Linked DNA regions of Athene noctua: region 1 is linked to region 2. A link is a contact called in public Hi-C data. All regions are on one chromosome and are shown on one strand. Each heading gives the region's core, a stretch centred on a gene start, on an enhancer-like site or on the middle of the called end of the contact. The rest is flanking DNA. Distances are from core to core; before and after follow the strand shown. Region 1 holds the start of MYH10 (myosin heavy chain 10). Region 2 holds the start of NDEL1 (nudE neurodevelopment protein 1 like 1).

Evidence for each region. A called contact is a pair of places that touch in the nucleus more often than the background predicts.
Region 1: a Hi-C map of heart shows a contact between it and region 2, with 2.9 times the contacts expected there. The contact joins the promoter of MYH10 here to the promoter of NDEL1 in region 2. A contact is called at or near these places in 2 of 2 Hi-C or Micro-C datasets (heart and liver).

Annotation. Positions count from the first base shown.
Region 1 is chr18:2,486,600-2,491,050 of bAthNoc1.hap1.1, forward strand. MYH10 (myosin heavy chain 10) reads right to left here and starts at 2,272. Exons shown (of 41, transcript XM_074922326.1): 1 at 2,168-2,272.
Region 2 is chr18:2,353,145-2,357,823 of bAthNoc1.hap1.1, forward strand. NDEL1 (nudE neurodevelopment protein 1 like 1) reads left to right here and starts at 2,352. Exons shown (of 9, transcript XM_074921739.1): 1 at 2,352-2,467.

The DNA.
Region 1 (4,451 bases), core at 1,022-3,521, 130 kb after region 2:
AAAAATGTTTTCAAATGTGGATTTTCAACTGCAGACGAGAACTTGAGACATGGGGTTTCTACAAGCCGTTGAAGTAGCTAAACCCTGCTCATGTTCTTCGTGAAAAACATAAGACTTGGCATTTCTACAGCCCGCTCCTGTTCTCAGTCGTGAGCACTGACATTACCATATTCCATAAAAAAGGTCTCCAGATCTCAAGTTTACCTTGAGGCTCAAGACACAGCAAGGACTGATGTTAGATTTTCTAACAGCTTCATGGGTAATTTGAAGAGAAAAGGAAAACTGCTGACAAGAGCTCCTCCACACTCACTTCACCTATTTGCCTCTATGTAAGAGAGGTCACTGCATCTCTAGTTAATACCACTGTCACATCCAGGATTCCCAGAGCTAGGAGTTTCATCTGTAACTGCCTGAGGAGCAACAAGGTCAAGCCTGACACCTAGTACCCAGGTCATTAATATCTTGGGTTTTTCCACACTAGATCTTTTTGCTGAAAAATGTTACATTAGCTAATGATAGTCTTTTCCAACAAGTAATCTAAAGGTTAGCTTCAAAAGCAAGGAAGGTTTCGCAAACTACATCTGCCACCTTTCATACCGTGGTATGCACACTGATGGAAGTTCTGCAACACACCCATCCTCAGAAGAACGTGTAATTAAATACAATAGTTGCGTCTCCATCTGCGGCATGGACATTTGTTACATTGTCCAACTTTAATGTAAAGTAAGCATGAAGTCATTGAACTCTTCAGAGGTTTGAGAAGCAGACCGTTTACTACAGACAGCTTAATTCAAATCAAGAGGCAATGACTCGACATTTAGAGTATTTTAGAAGAACCTCCGAGAGAAAAAAAAAAAAAAAAAAAAAAAAAATCAATGAAGAGGGAATCGTTGAGGAGACACCTTAAGTGATAGCTGGACTCCTCAGCCAGGAAAGTGAAACTATTAGTCAAGGAATGCTACATTTGGCTCAAGAAGCTCACAGATTTAATATTTGAGCTTCCAACCCCTGATTTAGATAGCTGTTTGTCTCCACTGTGCTCGACTACAGCTGAAGTTCCAACAAAGACCTGAAACACCATTGCCGCCCTCGTCTGCAAATTTGGTGTCAAGTCTCTGAAAGCTCCCTGCCCAGGTACGATAGCCAAACGCATTTATGATAATCTCAGTCTGAGTTTTGTACGCTGAGATGCAATGAAACTTAAAGGTCAAATAGAACTTGTATGACAAAATTAATCATTATTGCTCCCCAGCTGAATTAAAGGCTGAAGACTGAAATGAATGTGTGGACTGACTTTACACCAGCCCCTGAGGAATATACCTAACATCGGAGGATCACAGACAGGGTCATTTTTCCACTTTGGCCTTTAATTCCACAGAGCCCATCACAAAAGACCCTCTGAAGAAGCAAAGCAAGTTGCAGCTTACTCTACCCAAGGCTCCTCCGTTAACAATGGTATTCAAATGAAATACTCAAATGAGCACATTTATCATGCAGGAATCCAGCGCTTCCAAAAGACGACTAGCGAAAAAAAAAAAAAAAATAAAAGACACCCTACACATACATGTTCTGCTCCGCTAAACAAAAGGGGGGTGTGGGAGCACCGGCGGAGATGGGGAGTGGCATCCCTCAGCGCAGCCCGGGCATTTTCAAGGACAGGGGCAGCCCGAGCCGCAGAAGCCACACCGCCCCCGGGCGCCGAGGACCGATGCCCGCCGCCCTCCTGCTGCGGAGCCCCCCGCGCAGGGCCGCAGGCCCCGCCACCGCCCCAAAGGACAAAGGAGGCGGCCGGGACCGCTCGGCCCGGCGGGGCCCGGGAGCGGCCCCCTCCCCGCCGCAGCCCGGCCCCAGCCCCGCGCCCCCCGCCCAGCCGCCGCCCCGCCCGCGCGAAGGCTGCGGGAAAGGCAGAAAATGGCCACCTTCCCCTCACCGCTGCAGCGGGAGCGGCGGCGATGCGGCGGAGGGGGGTGGGGTGCGGTGGGCGGGAGGATGCGACGGCGCGGGCGGGCGGGCCGGGCGGCGCGGCCCACACAAGGGGGTCTTTGTGTGCCGGGCCCGCCGCCCCCGCCCCACCCCCACCCCGGGCGGGCCCGGCCGCGCGCCCCCGGCGAGCCCGCCCCCCGCCGCGCTCGCCCCGGGGACCCAGGGGCCGCCGCCGCCGCCTCACCTGTGTCGCGCCCGGCCGCCGCCGTGCCCCGGAGCTCGCGCCGCCCGCCGGCTCCTCAGCACTCGCACCGCTCCACCCCCCGCCCGCCGCGCTCCTTTAGCGCCACACCGAGCCCTCCGCCCCCCGCTCGCCGCCGCCGGCCCCGCCCCCGCCGCTGCCGCCGCCGGCCGCCGGCCTCCCATTGGGCGACGGCCACGTCCGTCCGCCGCCCTGCGCTCTCCCATTGGCCGCCGGCGCGGCCGCTCTCCAGCCACGGCCATAGCAACCTCCACACGCTACCCTCCAGACCCCGCCTCCTCGTTTCGCCCCGCCCCCTCAGCTTTCATTGGCGAGCTCCGCCCGCCCGTCGGCCCACAGCGCTCCTCTCACTGGGCTCCCGCCACGCCTGTCGGGGCGGGCTCCGCCCCGCGCTGCAGCACGCCTGGCGGGGGGCGCGGCGCGTGCCCGGCGCTGCAGCGGGGGGCGCGCGCGGTGCTGCAGCGCGGGGCGGGCGCGCGCTTCCCCCTCACCCACCCACACTCCCCCCCCCCCCGTATTTTGGGTCGATGAAGGTTCTTTCAGGGCCCGGTCCCCGCGCCGGCTTCCACCGACGTGAGAGATAGCGGGGAAGCCCGTCCCCCGGTAACGGTTAGCCCTCCCGCCGTGCTGCGGGCCGCCTCACGCTCTCCTCAGCGGTGCCCGTCTGAGGTGGCAGCCCCCGCTTTCCGGGCCCCGGGCGGGATGGCGCTCCGGCAGAAAAGCACCGGGGCGCGAATTCCAAAGTTCCGGTTCTAGAACCTCTGCCGCAGCCCTCGGTAATTGCTCCCGGGAGTAGTTACCCTGATGGATTAAAAATAAAAACCCAACCCTCACTGCAAGTCTGACGTGTCTCCCGGCCCCCGGATGCGGTGAGTGTCGGGGTGCTGGCAGTGCAGCCCCTCGGCAGAGCCCGCTCCTGCTCTCGGGTGTTCAGCCGCCACAGAGCAGCCCCGGCCTCCTCTGCCCCAGGCCGCCCAGCCGAGCTCGTGCTCCCATCCATGTTTTTCCCTTTCCTTAAACATAATCCTGAGGCTTTCTGGAGCCTTCACCCATTTGCCGGCACCTCTTCTGAATCAGGTGAGTAGGCAAGAGGCTTCAGCATAGGAAAAAAAGGCATTTGTGGCATGTCTGAGGTTCTCCTGGTCTCACGTGGATTTTGAAAATCAGTGCTGGGTGGGTTTTGGGTGTAGCGCCTCAGGGGCCTGCTGGCCCACACATTCCGGCGTTGCTGCTTTCCAGATGGAGAGCTTCAACACCATGATGGCCTTCCATGGTTTTTTTCTAAATTTTTCCATGTTTCTCTCCCTGGCTCAGAAAGCTTCTCAAGGATCACACGTGGTGCATTCAGCCTCCAGGGAATGGGCAGAACCTTTCACCACAGCCATGGCTCGCTCCGGCCCTGCATGCGAGTGGGTAACCAGGAGCATCAAGGGTTCCCATCGCCTGAGCTGCAGGTTTCATTTCTACACCCAGACTAAAAGCAAATGCGAGCGGCTCTGGAATTTGAGCTATTTTGGTGAAAGGAATTTGTGTCAGATCCTTCTGACCAAGACTGTGAGTGGGGTGAGGAGCAGAGAGAAGTGGGAGGAAGGAGATTGAGCCTGGCACCGTGCAAAGCTGCAGCAGAGGAACCTGGGAAGGGCTGGCGGGGTCAGGCAGTGCCTGGCCACAGGAGTAAGCATGTCTCCCCTTTCCCCTGTGCTTAGGAAGCAGGAGCTTCTGCAAACTACCTGCACGAATGGAAATGTTTCAAAACAGCACCTGCCATTTCAATAGAACTTGGCATTTTTGGATGGGTTGTTCAGTTCAAAAAGGGAGGCAACAAGGCAAACCATGGGGAATCTGGCTCCTGGCATGGAGCTGGAAATCATTCGGTCACCTCTGCTCATCTTTGCACACAAATCAGTTCATGCGCAACTCCTGGCACTTGGATTTATATGAAAGTCTCCCTCTTAATTACCATTTCAGTGGGAGGTCTCGTACATCCTGTTTCACTGAAAAATAAGGGTGTTGACTCGCAAACGCAGGTAGATGAAAGCCGAAAGGCTGAACTGGTTACTCCCCAGCTGTTTTTCACTTTGCAAGGACTGCCACTCCCGGGGCCGGGATGGCTGAGCTGTGTGGCGAGCCATCCAGAGCAGCCGTAGACAGCAGAGTGAGGCCAACACCGCGCAGATTTCGGATTACTTAAATATAGGCATCCAGCATGCCGCATGTCCCAGCATTTATAATTCTTCCTTGCTCAGCCATCAGGTCTTTACGAGAT
Region 2 (4,679 bases), core at 1,102-3,601:
GAGCCGGTGACATCCATCCCTAGTCCTAGAGATGCTGCATCAATGTCGGCAGCTGGCTGGGACAGTGATACCACCGGGTACAGGGAGAGGCAAAGGGTATTTCTTTAACCTAAGCAACCAGCTCAGAAAGAGGGACTGGAGAGCTCAGGTTGAGGTTTAAAGGATCCCACCAGAGAGAAAAGAGACCAGGTGTGTGCCACTCCACAGATGCCCCTGGGGAAATTTAGTTAGGGTTGTGTAGATACACCCTTGGCACTTTTATAAAGGAGACACTCCCTCCACACACACACAGAGTTCATTTCCAGCACCTCTCACAAGTCGTGATCTCTGTGATGACTGTAGTGACGTTACAGATCCGTGCTTGGGTTATCTGGCACAGCAAGGTACCACCAGGCATCTGTGCTGGTACACAGACCAGAGCCAGGAGTGGCAGTGATCCCCCCCTCCTGCGGACAGATGTCCAGAGGTGCAGACAGATGTGCAGAGAGCCCTCGCACCACTGCAACTCCTCAGCGAGGTCTCGTTTGTACCTTGACTGCACTACACTTTTGTCCCCTGGGCATGGCTGTTCCGTAATTGAAGAGTGAGGGGAAAAAATGCACCAGGACCATGTGGGATGCACGATACAAACAGAACATGGCCTTTCCTCACGGCTTCTGCAGTGCAGTGAGAAAACTGGACACCCAGTCTGCTCCAGACTGGGATGCTGGCACCCAACCTGCTCCAGAGCATAAGAATGGGCACCCAATCTGCTCCAGACCATGATGGTGGGCACCCGACTAGAGCTGGGCTGTGCCTGCACTCAGCACTGCTGGTTCTGGCTGCTCCTGGCTCAGAGCAGCACAGGGTTGGATGCTGAAAAAGGAGTTATTCTCCCAGCCAGGTCTCCAGCCTCTGCACAGCTGCCTCAATCTCTCACTCTGCCCTCCAAGTGAGGGTTTCAGGGAGCCAAAGACAGAGTCAGATGGAGTGAGAAGGTGGGAAGCGGAAAGGGTGACCAGGGCTGTGATCATCACCTGCATCAGCTGGGTGCAGCCAGGCACAGGGGATACAGTGGAAGGTGCACAAATACTGGGAATAAGGCTTCACTTCAGATGAGACAGCTCCAAGGGCAACTTGCCATCAGGATGACTTCTCACAGGACGCTGTGGCTTCCCCACCCCTCGCAGCCTCTAATTCAGGTGCAGCGTGCGGCTTGGAGCCACGCTCTGCTGCACGTCCTGGGCTCAGTGCTGACGCTGCGGAGCTTTGTTTGTGGCCTTGTGCAATATGCAGGTGACGCAGGGTGACCCGAAAAAGTCCTGCATAACTGTCGGGGGACATCCATGGTACTGGCTGGATGCCTGGGGGCAGGGAGCAGCGCGTGCTCTCCATCCTTAGGTTGTCTGCAACGACCCGAACCATCCACCGTGGGAAAATGTAGAAAAGTACCAGAGCATCAGCCCTGGATAAGCCCATATACGGCCCACGAAGGACACAGACTGTCCCCACGAGGGCAGCCGGCACAGCCGCGGTTTTGGCCACTGCAGTGACACGCTGCCGGCAGCGTTGGCCCACAGCAAGGGAAGCATGAGGGCATCCCAACAGCACCGCCTGATGCTAATGACAGGCCGGCCAGCTAATTACAGAGGGCAGGAAATTAAGCATGCAAAGAAAGCGTTAAGTATTAGGTCAGTGTGGGGGACCCGGGAGGTCAGCTGCGGGGCAGGTCCCATGAGAGGCACCGCGGTGGCACCCTGCCCTCCCCTGCCCGTGGCCTCGGGGGGCTGCGGGGGCACGTGCCGAGGACACGAGGGCAATGATGCGGGGCAACGCTGTGCTGGGGAAGGGGAGAATGAGAAAGCCGGGATGGACGGGGACTGTCTCGGGGGGCTGTCGGCTGCCCTAAGCTTGGCTCGGGGCCAGGGGGGTCCCTGGCGGGTTCAGAATGAGTTTTCCTCCTTTTGGGGGGCAGAGAAGCCGCGCAGGGAACAAGGCGGCGGCTGCAGGGATGGGGGTGAGCCAGGAGGGCGGCTCAGCGGCCCGCCCGGCCCCCGCTCCCCGCTCGCCCTTAGCGGTGGATGTTCAGGGACCCGCGAGTGCGGTGCCGGCGCCGGGGTCCGCCCCGCCCGGGGGCACCGGGGAGCAAAGCCGCGGAGGAGGGGGCAGCGCCCAGGTGCGGTGGGAAGGGAGAAGGGAGAGACGGGGCGGCCGGTGGGCTGCGGGCGAGCAGCTGTGGGCCCCGCACGCCGGGCCGCGGCGGGGTCCCGGGGCGCACCGGCGCTTCCCGGAGCGGCCGCGGCCGCCGAGCCCCGCCCGGCCCCGCCCCAGCGGGCCCCGCCCCTCGCCCCGCCCCCTCGTGACGGCGCTGCCCCGCCCCCCGCCCGCCCGGTGCCTCCCGGGCGCGGCCCCGCCCCGCGGAGTCCCCGGATGAGGCCGAGCCGGCGCCGGCGGGCGGTGCTGCGGCCGTGCCAGGGGATGCGCCCCGGTGAGTGGCGGCGCGAGGCCGGGGATCGCCGCGGCGGCCGGCCCGGCCCAGCGCGGCGGGGGCGCGGGGAGGGGGACGCGCGGGGGGGTGGGGGCGCCCCTGACGGTGCCGGAGGCCGCGGGCCCCGCACCCCGCCGCCGATTGGCTGCAAATTGACAACGGGGCAGGTCCCGCCCTCCCCCGCTCGCCGTTGGCTGGCAGCGCAGCCCCGCCGCCTCCTATTGGCGGAAGCGAGTGCCCGTCACTGGACGGCCCGGCTCGGCCCTGCCCGCCCGGCCACCGCCCTGCGTGTGCCGGTGTGTGTCCGTCCGTACCCCCCCCCGCGCCGTTCCGCGGCCTCCGGAGGGGCTGGCGGGCAGCCCGCGGCCGGCAGCGCGCCGTGGGGGTACGCGGGGTGCGGGCAGCCCTTCCCGCCGGGGCCCGCCGCGTCCGCCTGGGAACAGCGGCCTGCGGGGGGACACCCCCCTCCCCTCGCTTCTTAAAGGTATTTCCAGGGGAGCGCGGGGGAGGGAGCCGTGGCCGGCGTGGAGCTGCCTTCCCGCGGGCAGGCTCGGCGGCGGAGCGCGGGTTTGCCTTAAAACTCCGCGTTTTGGGCCCCGAGCTGCCGTGGGCGCTGGCGGTGCCGGGCTGTGGGCCCGAAGGAAGGAAACGCGTCTTGTTGCACCGTCGCGTCTCGCTTCGCCTCGTCACGGCTCATCGCGGGGACGGGCGGCGGGAGCGGGTCGGGCTGTAGCAAGCCCGGGTCGGGGTGGCTGAAGCGGGGGGGAAGGCAGCCCGGGGGTGCGCTTCTGTGGCAAGGGTTAGCGCGAAATTGCGAAATTTGGGTGCGTTAAGGCAAAACTGCTCCACCGACGGAGCCCGACCAGCTCCTGAGCTGCTCCGGCTGCCGTCCGGTCTGCAGGAGTGTGGCGAGCGAGGCGACTCGCCCCCAGGTCTGGCCCTCCCCGGGGCTGGAGCAGCCCCGCCTGGGCCGTGTGACAGCAGGGGACACTTGCTTCACGCGGTGGGTTGTGCTCCCTGTGCTGCCCCGGGGAGGGGGGAGCCAGGACGGCTGCGATGGTGACGAACTGCTTTTGACTTCGCTCCGTCCTCAGAGCGGTTTCCAAACGCGAAGGGACTAAACCCTGTGTGTGTGTGCAGAAACATGCGGCAGAGTAAGTTCCGTGACTTGCCAGGCTGTCATCGGGGAGCACGGCTGCTCCCTTGACCGTCCCTGTGCCTCCTTTGTAGGTGGCTTTGTCCCAGGTGGTGTTTATTTTTCTGTCATCCATCCCCAGTCACTGTCAAGGAAGCTGGATATATGATTTGCCTTCATTCTCATAAAATACTTGATAGATCAGATGCCTAGGGTGCGTCTCTGTCGAATATTTTTCAGTAATTCTGTGAGGATTTTTCTCTGAGGTTTTTATCCCTCTCAGCTTAGCGAGTCTTGCTGTATTTTCTGTAAACATGTCCAAAGGAACAGTCCCTGCCTCGGACCCCCAGTTTGATGAGTCTGACCCGAATTGCCGCAGACACACCATAAAGCATGAACGTGTCTGACGCAAGAGGAAATCTGTTACTAGAGTTAGAATTCAGTGAAGCGACTTCCCATTAACATCGCTCTCTCTTTCCCAGGGAGGAGGAGAGCAGTCCTCGCCCACCCACAGCCCAGCTTTGTTGCTCTGGGCGAGTTTACACTGGGAGCATTTGGTGACTCAGGGCTTCTCTCTGAAGCTATCTTGATTTAGTCACGAGTGGGGAGAGGTGGAGGGCACTTTTGAATGCCTGTGGCGTTTATTGCCCTGAGAGGTGGTTAAATATGTGAAGTTCCAGTAGAAGAGTTCCTTGGATACTTAAGCAAATTTTATTTTATTTTTTTTCTTCCTCCAGAAACAACTCCTGGACACTGCAGAGGGTAGGTGGCCTTGTGAAGGTCAGTGTTCTGTTAGAGATATTAGTAACTGTAAGAGAAAGAAGGTGTCCCAGGGCAGAAAAGTGACTAGGAGGCTTTTATATTTATTTATATTTAAATTTGATATGTCAGCAGTGTGAGTGCACAGGCACACTGGTTGATAGTGCCAGTTACCTGTGGTTGTAGGGGATATGGCAGGTGTGGGTAACTAGTGTGGTTTTTGGATTAATAGTGTTACATCTGCCCTGGAAGAGATCCTCTGTCTTCTTTCAGACCCAGACCTGTCTGGGCTGTGTATTTAAGTTACATACGTGGAGG